Regions from separate parts of the Gossypium hirsutum genome. Here all the other regions are linked to region 1. Evidence: chromatin contacts called from public Hi-C data. All regions are on one chromosome and are shown on one strand. Each heading gives the region's core, a stretch centred on a gene start, on an enhancer-like site or on the middle of the called end of the contact. The rest is flanking DNA. Distances are from core to core; before and after follow the strand shown.

What was found. A called contact is a pair of places that touch in the nucleus more often than the background predicts.
Region 2: a Hi-C map of leaf shows a contact between it and region 1, with 4 times the contacts expected there. The contact joins the enhancer-like site here to the promoter of LOC107913657 in region 1. A contact is called at or near these places in 4 of 34 Hi-C or Micro-C datasets (leaf and petal).
Region 3: a contact with region 1 is called in a Hi-C map of leaf, with 2.7 times the contacts expected there. The contact joins the promoter of LOC107913662 here to the promoter of LOC107913657 in region 1. A contact is called at or near these places in 4 of 34 Hi-C or Micro-C datasets (leaf and seedling).

Annotation. Positions count from the first base shown.
Region 1 is chrD11:37,064,092-37,068,292 of Gossypium_hirsutum_v2.1, forward strand. It overlaps LOC107913657 (acyl-coenzyme A oxidase 2, peroxisomal), which reads left to right and starts at 2,441. Exons shown (of 7, transcript XM_016842309.2): 1 at 2,441-3,219; 2 at 3,591-3,706; 3 at 4,087-4,201. The coding sequence starts at 2,777.
Region 2 is chrD11:36,739,947-36,744,383 of Gossypium_hirsutum_v2.1, forward strand. No RefSeq gene overlaps it. Among protein-coding and RNA genes, the nearest start is that of LOC107913660, 6.9 kb to the right of the region's middle. Within about 2 kb of position 3,150, at least 5 of the 9 cell types and tissues checked have an H3K27ac peak or open chromatin away from gene starts, as enhancers often do. A contact at or near this core is called in leaf, where this site is marked.
Region 3 is chrD11:36,698,688-36,703,174 of Gossypium_hirsutum_v2.1, forward strand. LOC107913662 (ethylene-responsive transcription factor ERF060) reads right to left here and starts at 2,578. Exons shown (of 1, transcript XM_016842312.2): 1 at 722-2,578. The coding sequence starts at 2,123. The coding sequence ends at 1,068.

The DNA of each region.
Region 1 (4,201 bases), core at 1,191-3,690:
TAATTGCTGGGGGTTTCCAATTTTTAATCTAATAACGTTGATTCTTATATGACATCAAATCTAACTCTTTTTATTATCGTTGAAATATCACATTTATAGGTAAAAAAATTCTTTAGTATTTATATTTATTTTCAATTCGGTCATTATATTTTTTAGCTAAATTTGACCTTAACCATTAAAAACAGAGTCAAATAAATTTTTTTACCAGAAATAATAATTAAAACATTAATTTTTAACATTGTTGGTGTAAGCTTCCTCACCTGATCTAAGTAAGAGATGCTATATTTAAACACTAAATTCACCACTTAAACTTATTCATATTTCATTACAATCGATGTAGCTTATGACACAAAACATTATCACATACATAATTCACACTATTAATAATAAGTCTAAGTACATGCAAAACTTCAAGCTTGAGAAGTGATGTGATCCAAATTGATGCAGAAATCTTAAAATCTTTACTACTTTTGTTTTTGACATATGCATTTAAAACAAATGTGTTTAGTTACATGAATAGCTTAGTAAATAACTAATTTAATTTAATGACTTATCATGCATTCATTTAAATATAATTCAATAATTTCAATAAAAATAATTTAATAAGTTACTTATACTATCTAATAACATTATTTTACTTAATTCATACATTTCACCATTCAATTCATAAATAATTTAACTAAATTCATTATTCATTTCTATCATTTAATTATATAATTTCATACATGTTCACAAATGTTACATGTATCATTAACAAATTGTAATCATAATCAAAATTTCAGTAACAAAACTCTTAGAGTCCTAGGTCAAAATAAAATTCCTAACCTCTAACGGAACTTTGATAACAGAACTCTAGATTTCAATCAACACACCATATTCCAAAAATCATAAGCATAAACAAAACTCTAGAAGTCTTTCAACCCGCTGATACCCTGATCCACCAACCTTTTTCCCAACCAAACCTTGGCCCCTCATTACACCAAAAAGCATATTACATATCACATATCATACTTATTATCATTCAAACTATTATTTAACTTGTATTAATTCTTAAAGCTTATACTAACTTTTATTTATTTTCCTTTTGATACACATGCACCTGTAAATTCATTTCTCTTTTATTTTACTAACATGCTTATATGTGTATATATTCACTATTAAATTCAATATTCATACTCAATAATCATAATCATATTCTATTTCATAAATATATTCAATTATCATACTTACTCACTTGTAAATTTGGCATTCATGACTTACTTCTATTTAAACATAATTCTTATAATAATTTAACTTAATCACATAATTTCTAAACTTCATTAATCATAGTATACTTTCAAATTAATATCTTAGTTATTTCATATTAAACTTAAATACTCAAACATCTAAATTAAGGTAAACAAGCATAAATTCAATTAAGTATACCTATTTTCTTTACTTGAACTTAACCCGTCTCTTTTCTATTCAAAGCTTTCCTTTACTTTGATCACCTTCCCTTCATCTTTTTCTTTCCTCTCCATGCATACATATATAAAACATAACCATTATCTTGCATCCAACATAATCTTTTCATGATTTCATATTAGAAAAAACATGAAAATCTTCAGAAAAATATTCACTTTTACTTTCTCTTCACTTTCCAAAGATTTTCCTTCACTTCCTTCTTCAACTAAGTAGTTTTCATGGTAGAAAAAATTTCCATAGCACTCTAGGAAATGAAATTTGACTATGGTTTAAGAAAAAACTCGAGAAAAATGCATAAAAAAATTCCTTTCTTTTCTCTCTTTTTCTTTTATTTTCTTCCAACTTAAGAAAAAATCAATTTATTTGTTACTACTTCCCACCATTCACACTTAATTTTCAAATAATTAATTCACCTTTCACATACTTAATTTTTCTATTATTTTTTTAGAAATAAAAAATTAAAGTATTATAGTTAACGTGGCAACTCGCATGACAATCTATATGCAGATTATGCTAACATAACATAATTTGTTTTATATGTCATGTCAACAAATAATTTAAAAATTATAAAATTAAAATTAAAAAATATAAAAGTTCATAAAAATTCAAATAAAAAACTATGGAGTAGACATGGATTCCTATGTAGACTATTATGTTTAAAAAATTAACGGTTTAGTTAGTATTCTCGTTAAAAAAATTTTTGACTATCTTTTCAAAAACTTAATAGTTAAATTTTAGTTTTTTTTATGGTTAGTGGCCATATTTAACTAAAAAAAATAAAAATCAAATTAAAAATATAAAAAGTATAAAAATTAATAACTAAATTTACAAAAATTCATATCTATTTTTAATACACGCCAAACCCCATTTCTTCCAAAATGTCAAACGTTGAATGTATTATATAATCTCAATATTATTAAATGCTTACTTATCCAATTCTTTTTAAAGAAAACGTAATATTATATTTGGCAGCCATTAATCATTCAAAGGTGGGGGATAGTATACCCACATTATACCCTATCATCTGCCCATATCATCCACGTTATCAATTTATCCGTTCTCCACATTGCAAAGCGAGCCAAATAACTACCTTCCACTTATCCAATCGTCCATTGCCACGTACTAACCGGCCAAATGACACGTCTTCAGTACCTTTTCTTTTAAATTACTCAATCTCCCCCCCCCTTCGCAGTCTCATTCCGTCCCGGAAAAATCGAAAAGGAAAGAAAAGAAACGAAAAGAAAAGGAAAATAAAAAAACCCTTTACTTCCCCTCCCCATTGTTTTTAGTTTTCTTTTGGCTAAAGAAAATTATGGAACCGAGTCAGACGGTCGAGGATAAATCACAACCATCCGTCGCCACCGTGACCCGTCGTATCCAACGCTTGTCCCTTCACCTGATCCCACTTCCGCCCCTCCAATGTTCACCTCAGCTCGACATGCTGACCTGCGCCAAGGCCAATAAGCAGGAGGTCGACGTAGCCTCCCTTTCAAGCTACATGAGAGGGAAGCATAGGGAAATTCAAGAGAAGATTTTTGATTTTTTTAACTCAAGGCCTGATTTGCAAACCCCGACTGAGATTTCAATGAAAGAACATAGGGAGCTTTGTTTGAGACAGCTTTTGGGGTTAGTTAGAGAAGGAAAGATCAAGCCTTTTAGATATGTTGTTGAAGATCCTGCTAAGTATTTTGCTATTTCTGAGGCGGTTGGGAGTATTGATATATCACTTGGTATCAAATTTGGTGTCCAGTATAGGTAAATATGTTGTTGCTTTTCTGTCTCTTTTGCCATTAAAGGTTTAGTCTTGGAAATATTTTGGGGGTGGGGGGTTGGGGTTAAAATTTGAGTTTTAGGTATGTGGGTTTTGGATACAAATGCTTGGAGACTGAGTTTGGGAGGTCGGTTTGTTTTGCGTAATTTTTTTATTGTTCATGAGGACCGAATACTGCATCTGAGTTTATTCTTGGTAAAATACTGTTAGTTAAAGTATTGAATGTGATGATGGAATGAAGTGTATCATGGATGAAAATTCATTGATATAGATGCATGATGCTAACCGACGTGATATAGCTTGTAGAATTTCTAGATTTATATCGTTAGTTGATGTTGAATGCTTTATTATGCAGTCTTTGGGGAGGTTCTGTGTTGAACTTAGGCACTAAAAAGCACCGAGATAAGTATTTTGATGGTATTGACAATTTGGATTATCTTGGTTGCTTCGCTATGACAGAACTACATCATGGTGAGCCGTCTGTTCTTTATTTATTTACATTTTTTTCCCTCTTCTGTTTCTTAGATGTATATTGTTGTGCTTCCTTTGAAATTATCCTTCTACTGTTCTGCACTAGAACTCATCATGGCATGCAACAGAGTGTGAATTAAATATGTAATTATATTATTAATAAATTCATGTTATAGGCATAAAGTAAGTTAAAGAAGACAATTTATGCTGAAGAAAATATTTGTGATGATATGGTGTGAGTGGTTACTGTGCTTTTCATGTTAGAGCATCATTCTAATATTGCAAAGTGCCCCCATGTTTCTGTCTTAAAGTGATTTTTTTTTTGTTCATAATCTGCCAAGCTTGCATGCCAAACTAAACTGTCAAATTTTTGCTCAAAGGCTCAAATGTTCAAGGTCTTCAAACCGTTGCAACATTTGATCCAATTACAGATGAATTTATAATTGACACACCAAACGATGGGGCTATTAAATGGTGGATTGGCAATGCTGCGGT
Region 2 (4,437 bases), core at 1,900-4,399, 320 kb before region 1:
ATTCTTAAATCATTGGAGGGATGTAAATCTCGACATGCAGTTCGACTAAAAGATCAAGGGCACAATGAAACTTAGAGTAACATATCCGAAACGATTCAAATAGTAAACTAAGGGTGGAAGACAATCACAACCAAAAAGAAAGAAGAAGAAATGATAGAGAGAAAAAAATGGAAGAGGAACGTGAAAAAAAGAAGAAGTTTTTGGGAAAAACTTAATTAATTTAAGAAAAAAAAACTAACTCACAAGATAGCATAACAAAAACAAAAACATTTTCTTATTACTTTCACAGGGACTTGAACACAAGACCAAAAGGTATACAGAAACTTAAACATTGAACCAATAGGCTCATTCTTGTCTTCAATTGAGCGAAAATCATATATAAACCAGATACTCAAGAATAGGAGTTTAGGAAAAAGTAGCAAAATTTCAAAAGAAAAGGTTTGAACCCAGAACCTCGCATACACAAAAAAAACACCTATCCACTAAACTTAATTCACTTGTCATAATTTCACAATCTTAATTCAAACCCAGGATGCAACCACTCTAGTTTCACTAACCCAATTTCTTCTAACTCGGTTTTTGAGATGTTATAGAGGGAGTGCTATGAATGCTATTAAGTGGATGTTCAACCTTTCACCTTTCATCTTCCTTAACTCTTCATCAAAAGAAGAGAAATGCAATAGAAATCCCCATTATTCTCATCTATTATTCTTGTGTTCTTTACATTATTATTATTTTATAACAATCTACAAATTGAATTTGTGTTTAATGGATTTATAAACAAATTGTTTACACTATACCAATAATAATTCTCAAGTAAACTTAAAAAAATTAATTTTTAACATAAATATTTTCTCTCACCATATTTGTGAATGTATAATTATTACTGATAAAATCCTTGACTTAAATATAGTCTTTAAATAAAAGAACTAAAATTAACATGTCTAGGGATTGAAGCTGTGTTTAATGGATTTATAAACAAATTTTTGAGTAAACTTAAAAAAATTAACTTTTAATATAAAATGTTTTCTCTCACAAAATTTGTGTATCTTATCGATAATGTTATTGATTGCATTAGTGAGATAAGTCAACTCGATATTTAATATTTTAAAAATAAAACTTTAATATTGAATTGTTTTCATCAACTTAATAACTTTTTAACGTGCTATAGAAGAATGAAAATACCATGGTAAATACTTTGAGTGCATTTAATATTCTTAATATGATGTATTTACCTATTTCAATTTTTTTACTTAGAAGTTAAACTATTTATTTTAGTTTCATACATATTCCAGATATGTTGTTATTATTATTAATTTCAAACCTTACATTTTATTATTTCTTGTATGTTATTTTGAAATACAAATTATTCTAAATATGTGATTTTTACATGCATATGCGTGCGATATCTAGTATTATAAATACTAAAATTTGAATAAGTTATTATGTGGGTGAAAATATAACTATCAAGTAATTTTAATTTATAAAATGTAGGTAGTTTTATGTTATAAAAGTTAAGGTTGAGCAAGGTAAATAAAAAATACCTACTTAAAAATTTTAAATAAAAACATTAAAAAAACATATACGAGTTATTAATTAATTTTATTTATTTGAAAATTATTTTTAGAAATATTTATAAAAAATACTTTTAAATTTTATCAAATAATGTCCAAAAGTTATAAATAAATATTTTTTTTGTTAAAATAAATCTAAAAACTATAATTCAAAATAAATAAAAATTGGAGAAATGAATCGATTATAATAAAATATTCGAAACTAAAATGAATCCAGCCCTAAAAATATTTCAATTCCCTATAATTAGTTTGAGAGGCTAAATGGGTAAATGTTATTATTGAGACTCTATCTATCAAAAGCGTTAATGGAGAATATTCATTAAGTAAGTACCTAGTGAGGTAAATTCTGTTACGGACTCTTTAGCTTATCTGATAAAAGGTTTTCCCATTAGTGTGAGAATTTTTCATTTTACGCCTTTATTAATTGATGATCAAATATGGATAGACAGAAAGTTTCTGTTACCTAACTCTAACCCTATATTTGCTCATAATTGATGCTTTTTACATCTTGTTACCATAAAAACACAATGCTGTTTAAGTGGTATATTTTTCATAATATTGATATTTCATTTTTCTATCGTTTTAATTAAAATGATATGTTGAGATTTTATAATAGTATAAAACTAAACCGAGAGAATAACTTGATTCACTTCATGAATTTCACATTAAATTCATTGATTTAGAACTTTATTAAAGGTTGATAAAAGTGGTGGAGCAGAATAGGTTTCGTGAATGAATACTTCATTCCGAATCTAGTATCTTCGATAATTACTATTTTACTCCTTCTAACGTTTTATGTATTTCTTTTTATATTTTTAATATAGATTAAATATACACTAAAATCATACATATACCAACCTCATTTATATGATTATCTAAATTGTTGATTGAGTAGTGTCACAAGTTAACTAAACATCGATTTTATTAAAAAATTTATTAAACTACTTTTATATATTTGAAATAAATTATATTTTATAAAAGTATTTTTATTTTTTTAACATTTTAAATAAAATCAATGAAAAATTATAAATGATAAGATCTAAATCTATATCATCAATATGTAAAAAACCTCAACTTTATTATTGCAACCAACATTTGATTTGGGTTAAATCGTTATTTGGGATTTAAACTTGATAACATTTTTTATGTTGGGATTTGAATATTTTCTTTGCCCAAGTTAAGTTCGGTTATTCTTATATTAAAGCTTGAACTTGGACAATATTTTTTCACATTGAAGCTTGAATTTTTTTATCCAAGTTAAACTTAAACTTGACAATAGTTTTCATATTAGGGTATAAACTTGACAATTATCTTCATATGTGAAAATTTTGTCAAATTTAAAACTTAACTTAGACTGAAAAATTTCGGATATCAATATAAAAATAAATATAAATTCAAGATGTAACTTAAATATAAAAAATTTAGACCTCATAATTTTTTTACATTTTAGTATTATTATATAGGTGAAATCATGTGGCGATGACAAAATACAGGTAGCCAACAGGATAGAGATAGGGATAGCTGAAGATAACGTCAATTGCGGCGCCAGGTTGAGAGAGAACTTCTGAGAAAAGATTGTTGGGATTTAATTTGGAGGAAAGCCAAAATATAGGCATTGGGTTCTTCACATATCTCAAAGGTTGGTTTTATACACAATTTTAAAACTAAAATATATAAAAGAAAAAAAAAAGGGCTGACTTGAGCTCGCTTGATCACACATTTCTATGAGTGCATCTATTCCTTCCAACCTCATGAATATTTTGGATGGGATACCCATAGGTTTATATTACACAGATATTTTAAATTAATTTAGGTGAAGGGAAACTATTACCTTCTAAAGTAAGGGCATCTCATTTAGGGTTGAGATCGGTTAGCTTTGATTGAATTTTTCAACCTTTCTTTTATAATTTTATTTTTATATTAATTTTAAGATTTGAATCTCTAAATTTTATTTGATAAAAGAAATTTTATAGCCTTTTACATAATTATTAAGTAAGTATTTTTTTAAATGTTATATCAATAAATTTAATAAAATAAATTTAATAATATTAATAATTGAACATAAATATTAAAATCTAAAAAATAAAAGAATTAAGTTCTTAAAAATAAAAATACAAAATTTTAAAATTAAGAAAAATACAAAAACATACAGTATATTTTAAACTTTTAAATATGACCCTAAATAAAAATAAATTGGAGTAACCAAAATTTTTAAAATTATAAAAAAAAAAAGAAAGCGTCTAAACACCATGATTCAAGAATTGTAAAGCGAGCAGAGGTAAGGTTGAAATAAATTAAAAGTCAAAACGTTGAGAAATGAAAGGAGTTAATAGTTGCGTAAAAAGAACGCGAAAAAAGGATCCCATATTATATTATATTATATTCCTCAATTCTTTCAAAAGAAAATATATATTATATTCCTCAATTCCCAATTTCGAAAGCCACTGAAATTGAAATAATTAAATGTTGGATCATGTGAAAGGATGTGGGTATGTACGTAAGTAGGCATGGGACCTACTTTGACGCGCTTACACGTCGTTTCTTACGTGGACATCACTTTCAGCCCTTTCATTTGCATTCGCATTCGCCTACTCTACTCTCTCTCTTTCTGCTTTTCTTTTTCAATTGTTTTTAGATACATCATTTATACTGTAGTATTGGTTGAGTTCTAGTTACAGTTACCTTAAGATCAAACATTGATATTATGTTTTTTAAGTAAATCTTTTTACAAAAACTTTATATAAACTATTTAAAATCACATAAATTTTATATTAATATTTTATTTATTTAAAAAGTCTTTGAATGTTTCACAATTAAATTGGGGCACAATTAGATGCTGAATTAAAGTAATTATATTAATATA
Region 3 (4,487 bases), core at 1,328-3,827, 370 kb before region 1:
AAAATAATCCCAAGCTTTAATTCAAATTAATAATAATAAACTCCAGCTAAATTTAAAAAAGTTAATCCCAAGCCTCCATCCCTCTGCCCTCACATTTGAATAATTTTGCAAGTCAAATAAAAACACCTCAAATACTGCAACTAATACTAATTTGTTGTATATGCACCCATTAATAAAAACATAATTAAAACAAAAGATATTAGATATAATAATAAAGCACATAATATTTGTAGAGGAAAATTTTACATTAAAACCTTAAAAATAATATTATTAAAAAACCAATCACAAACTCTAAAAAGTTTAATTTTTATAAATCGTGAAACATACATAAACGATAATTTTTTAAAATATATAATTAACAATAATAAAAAAATGTGTTGATAAATTAGAAAGCAACCTAAAAAGATTCAATGGGAAACACATTGTCTAGACAGATTAGAACATGAACAATTCTCCACTATAAACCACAATCAGATAACAATTATAAAACAATGGAATCAATTGGTTTCGATTGCTTTATTCTGATTTATGTAATATGGCACCATTTCATAGATTACATCAAAATTTTGTTTGATTTGCACTGTTTAAGAGACAATGAACGATGTCTTAACAGATATATTATCAAGGGAACCAACGCGTGAAGAACCAGAATAGAACACCATCACATGCAAACCATTTACATTTGCATAAAAATATAAAAATTAAAGAACAAAAAAGTACGTTAACTATAAATAATATAAATATATAGACATATTCGAAAGAAAACTTTACAGTCGACCTCCAGTAATGATGCAAATAAACATAAACTTGAAGCTCTCCAAAAGCCATTGCTAGGAAAAAAAGGTACCAGCAAGAGCAGTCTAGGAGGAGATGCCTCTCTGTTACACATATTTATAACAACATACAGATTCTAAACTGACACCTAATTAACCTCTACAAATGTCAAAAATTTCATTGTAGAGATCACTGCAGACCCACTAAAAAGACCTACATGACCAAACAAAAGATACTTGACCTAAGAAATTACAATAAGATTACATGATAGTAGCTGTAATTTTTTTTTTCTTTTAAGACTCAGATAGTTCCCTGATGGCTTCCCAATCAATTTCCACTGAAGGGTACTTTTCCAAACCGAAAATTTCGTTGTCATCCCACTTTGAATCAGAGAAATCGAAGAAAGTGATATCAGATTCTGGTGAAGAAGATCCTGCCAATGACTCATCGGATAAATCCGGGGATGGGGATGAGGATGATGATGATGACAGGGAGTTCATCTCAACTTTAGGACTAGCAAATCTTGGAGACTGATCAAACTCCTCACGCTTCACAGGGTAATCAAACTCAACCTTGGGCTTTGAATCGTGAACAGAACAGGCCTTTCCTGAATTCTCTTGTTTCTGTAAGCTCTGGCAGATGGCTTGGAGCTTTGCATCAACTGCAGAATGGAGGGGCTTGTAGTCACCAAATTCTCCAGAAATATGAGCTCCTTGGTGCTTGAGGTGGGGGAAGTTGAGCCTGGCAAACTCTCCTCTAAGCTTATAGGCAGCCTTGTCATAAGCCAAAGCTGCTGCTTCTGCTGTATCGAAAGTGCCAAGCCAAAGGCGAGTTCGGTTCTTGGGGAGTCTGATTTCAGCTACCCATTTGCCCCAGTGCCTCTGTCTCACCCCTCTGTACAGCTTGGTAGGCTTTGAAGGGGTGGAAGACACATGTTTCATGGGGACAGCTTTTGGGGAAAGAAAGTTGAACCTTTGGTTTTTTAGGGATGCGGTCGTAGGCCTAGAAGCAACCTGCTGCTGCTGCTGCTGCTGCTGATAGACTTGAGCTTGGATTTGGAGGATTTGAGAAGGGGTGAGTTGGTTTAGCCCAATTGAACCTGTTTGCTCAAAACCCATCAAGTTTTGATAGTTACAGAACCCTTGTTCTGAGCACAAATGGGTCCTCCATGGGGAGAAAAATTCAGGATACAGGTTAGACTGTGAATATGAAGAAGAAGAAGATAAAGGAGAGGTAGATGAAGCACTTTTCATAAAAGGTTCAAGCGCTTTCATCAACTCCGCACTAAAAGGATCTGAGAAAACTGAGCTGTTGCTGCTGCTATTATACATATCTATAGCTGCTGCCATATTCAATAACTAGGTAAAAACCTGTATCTTAACCAAAACCAAAGAACAGGTACTAGTTTGATTAAAAAAAAAAACAACCTTGAGGGACCAAAAATAAACCCTCTTAGCTGATGATAATAAATATTGAAAAACAAAAACAAAAAAGGGAAATCTGGATCTCTATTCTGGGATCACCTGGCTTTCAGAAAAACCAAAAACACCTGCTATGATAGTTTAGGTTTGTTCTTGACAGAAACTTTTTCGGCTTGAAAGACAGACGATTACAGAAAGGGATTCAGAGAAGCGGGGAGTTACAGAAAAGGGGGGGATTAAGAAGAAAACTGAAAATGCTCGCACACTGTTGAAAATTCTGAAAACTCTCAATTGTTTATTTTATTTTCTGGAGTGGCCTCACCTTGGTGTTTTACTCTCATGCATTTCCAGGGTCACCTTATCTCTATTTATATAACCCTCTACCCATGTGCTTCTCTCTCAAATCCCTTTAGATTTTTTAATTAATTAATTAATTAAATTTATCACCTTCCTTCTCGTCAACTTTCAAGGATGCCTAATAATGCCTTTATTCGGTGGGGACAAAGGAAGTTACTGGGCTCCAATGGGGATTCGCCATTTACTTGAAACGTTAACCGGCAGGTGTCAGCCAGCAGAAGGGTAGTTTTATACGTGTCTTACAGCGATTGGTGAAATTTGGTTGACTGTGCTGGGGTTAGCCTTTTTACAATTTAATGATCTTTTTTGTCCTGTTGTGTTTGATTTGCGGCAAAGCCTGACCTGTCTGATGGAATTTCATATTCATAAAGCAAAATAGGTGCCTTCTGTGGTCCGCACCTTTTAGATGCTCTGAAACGGTGGCTACACGGTCTCTAATTTTTTTTTTTACAAGTTTTTTTATACAATATTAGGTGAGATCAAGTAACACAAATTAAATTTACACTAAAAAAAACACAATTTAAATTAGTATGAAATATATGTCTAATAAGAATTTCAAGTCACAGTTTTATATATGTAAAAATAAATTATTATAAGTTTTATAATATGAAGTTAGTAATTTTATTATGGTATAATAAAAATTTTAATTTTTAATCTTTATATCTTTTGTCATTTTGATTATTATTTATTTTTTAATTAAATTTAGTTCTTAATCTTTTAAAAGAGTTGAATGTGACCATTAATCTTTTAAAAATACTCAAATTTTTATTTTTTTAACGAAAATATTGACTAAAATGTTATATTTTTAGACATAACTTGTATAGCAATCCACGTGTAATTCATACTATTTTTTGAATTATTATGAACATTTTATATTTTTTTAAAAATTTTGAGTTATTTTATTAAATTTTTTTGAATGTTTTATAATTATTAAATTATTTGTTGATGTTACATAAAGACAAATAGTATTATGTCATCATGAAGTACATTTAAATACTTTTGCAGGTTACCATACCAGCATCGTTAAAAAATTAATGCATTAACCAACATTTCTTTTAAAGACAGTGATTTGACTACTTTTTGAAGTCTTAAGAGACAATTTTAATTAAAAAAAAGAATAAAGGCCAAATTGATAAAAAAAAAAAGATATAAACGTTAAGGACTAAATTTATCATTATGTATTTTACAATGTTTAGTGAGAACTGGGAAATTTATAATTTTATTTTCATATTATAAGATCAATATTTTCATATTTGTATAAAATTGTTGACAATATTAATGAAAATTTATTTAAGTGATTATTTAATCTCATAAAATATAACTAGATTATGACACATTGACAATGTTAGTAAAAACAATTATATAATATATTAATTTAAAAATTGACATGAAAATTAAATATTGACTTTGGTTAAAATGATAAAGTGGAGGGAGTGAATGTTAAGATGATATGAATTTGAACTTTGATGCATGTATATATTTTTCTAAATTATCGAAATAAAGACATAAATACCCAAAAAAATATTTTCTTCTTCGAAAAAGTAATTTTTTTAATAAATTCATAATTAAGTTGGTTTCCGGCTTATAGTGAAATAAAGGATGTGGGCAAAAAATTTTGGGTAATAATATTAAAATGTACATAAATAATAATAATAATAATAATAATAATAATAATATTTTAGTTAAAGTGATAGAGTTGAAGTTTTATAAATGTCAGTGGTATGGATTCAAACTTCTCTAAATGTAACATATTTTGTTAGTTTTATTAAAAAAAAGTAAGAACACTCTTATATTAATATAAATTATTTTAAATATGAAAAGATATTTTATAATTTTTCTAATTAAATTTGTAAGACTAATCAATTAGGAATTTTTAAAGATATTATGAATTAATAGATAGAAGAACTAAAGCAATAAAATTTATTTATTTAAAAC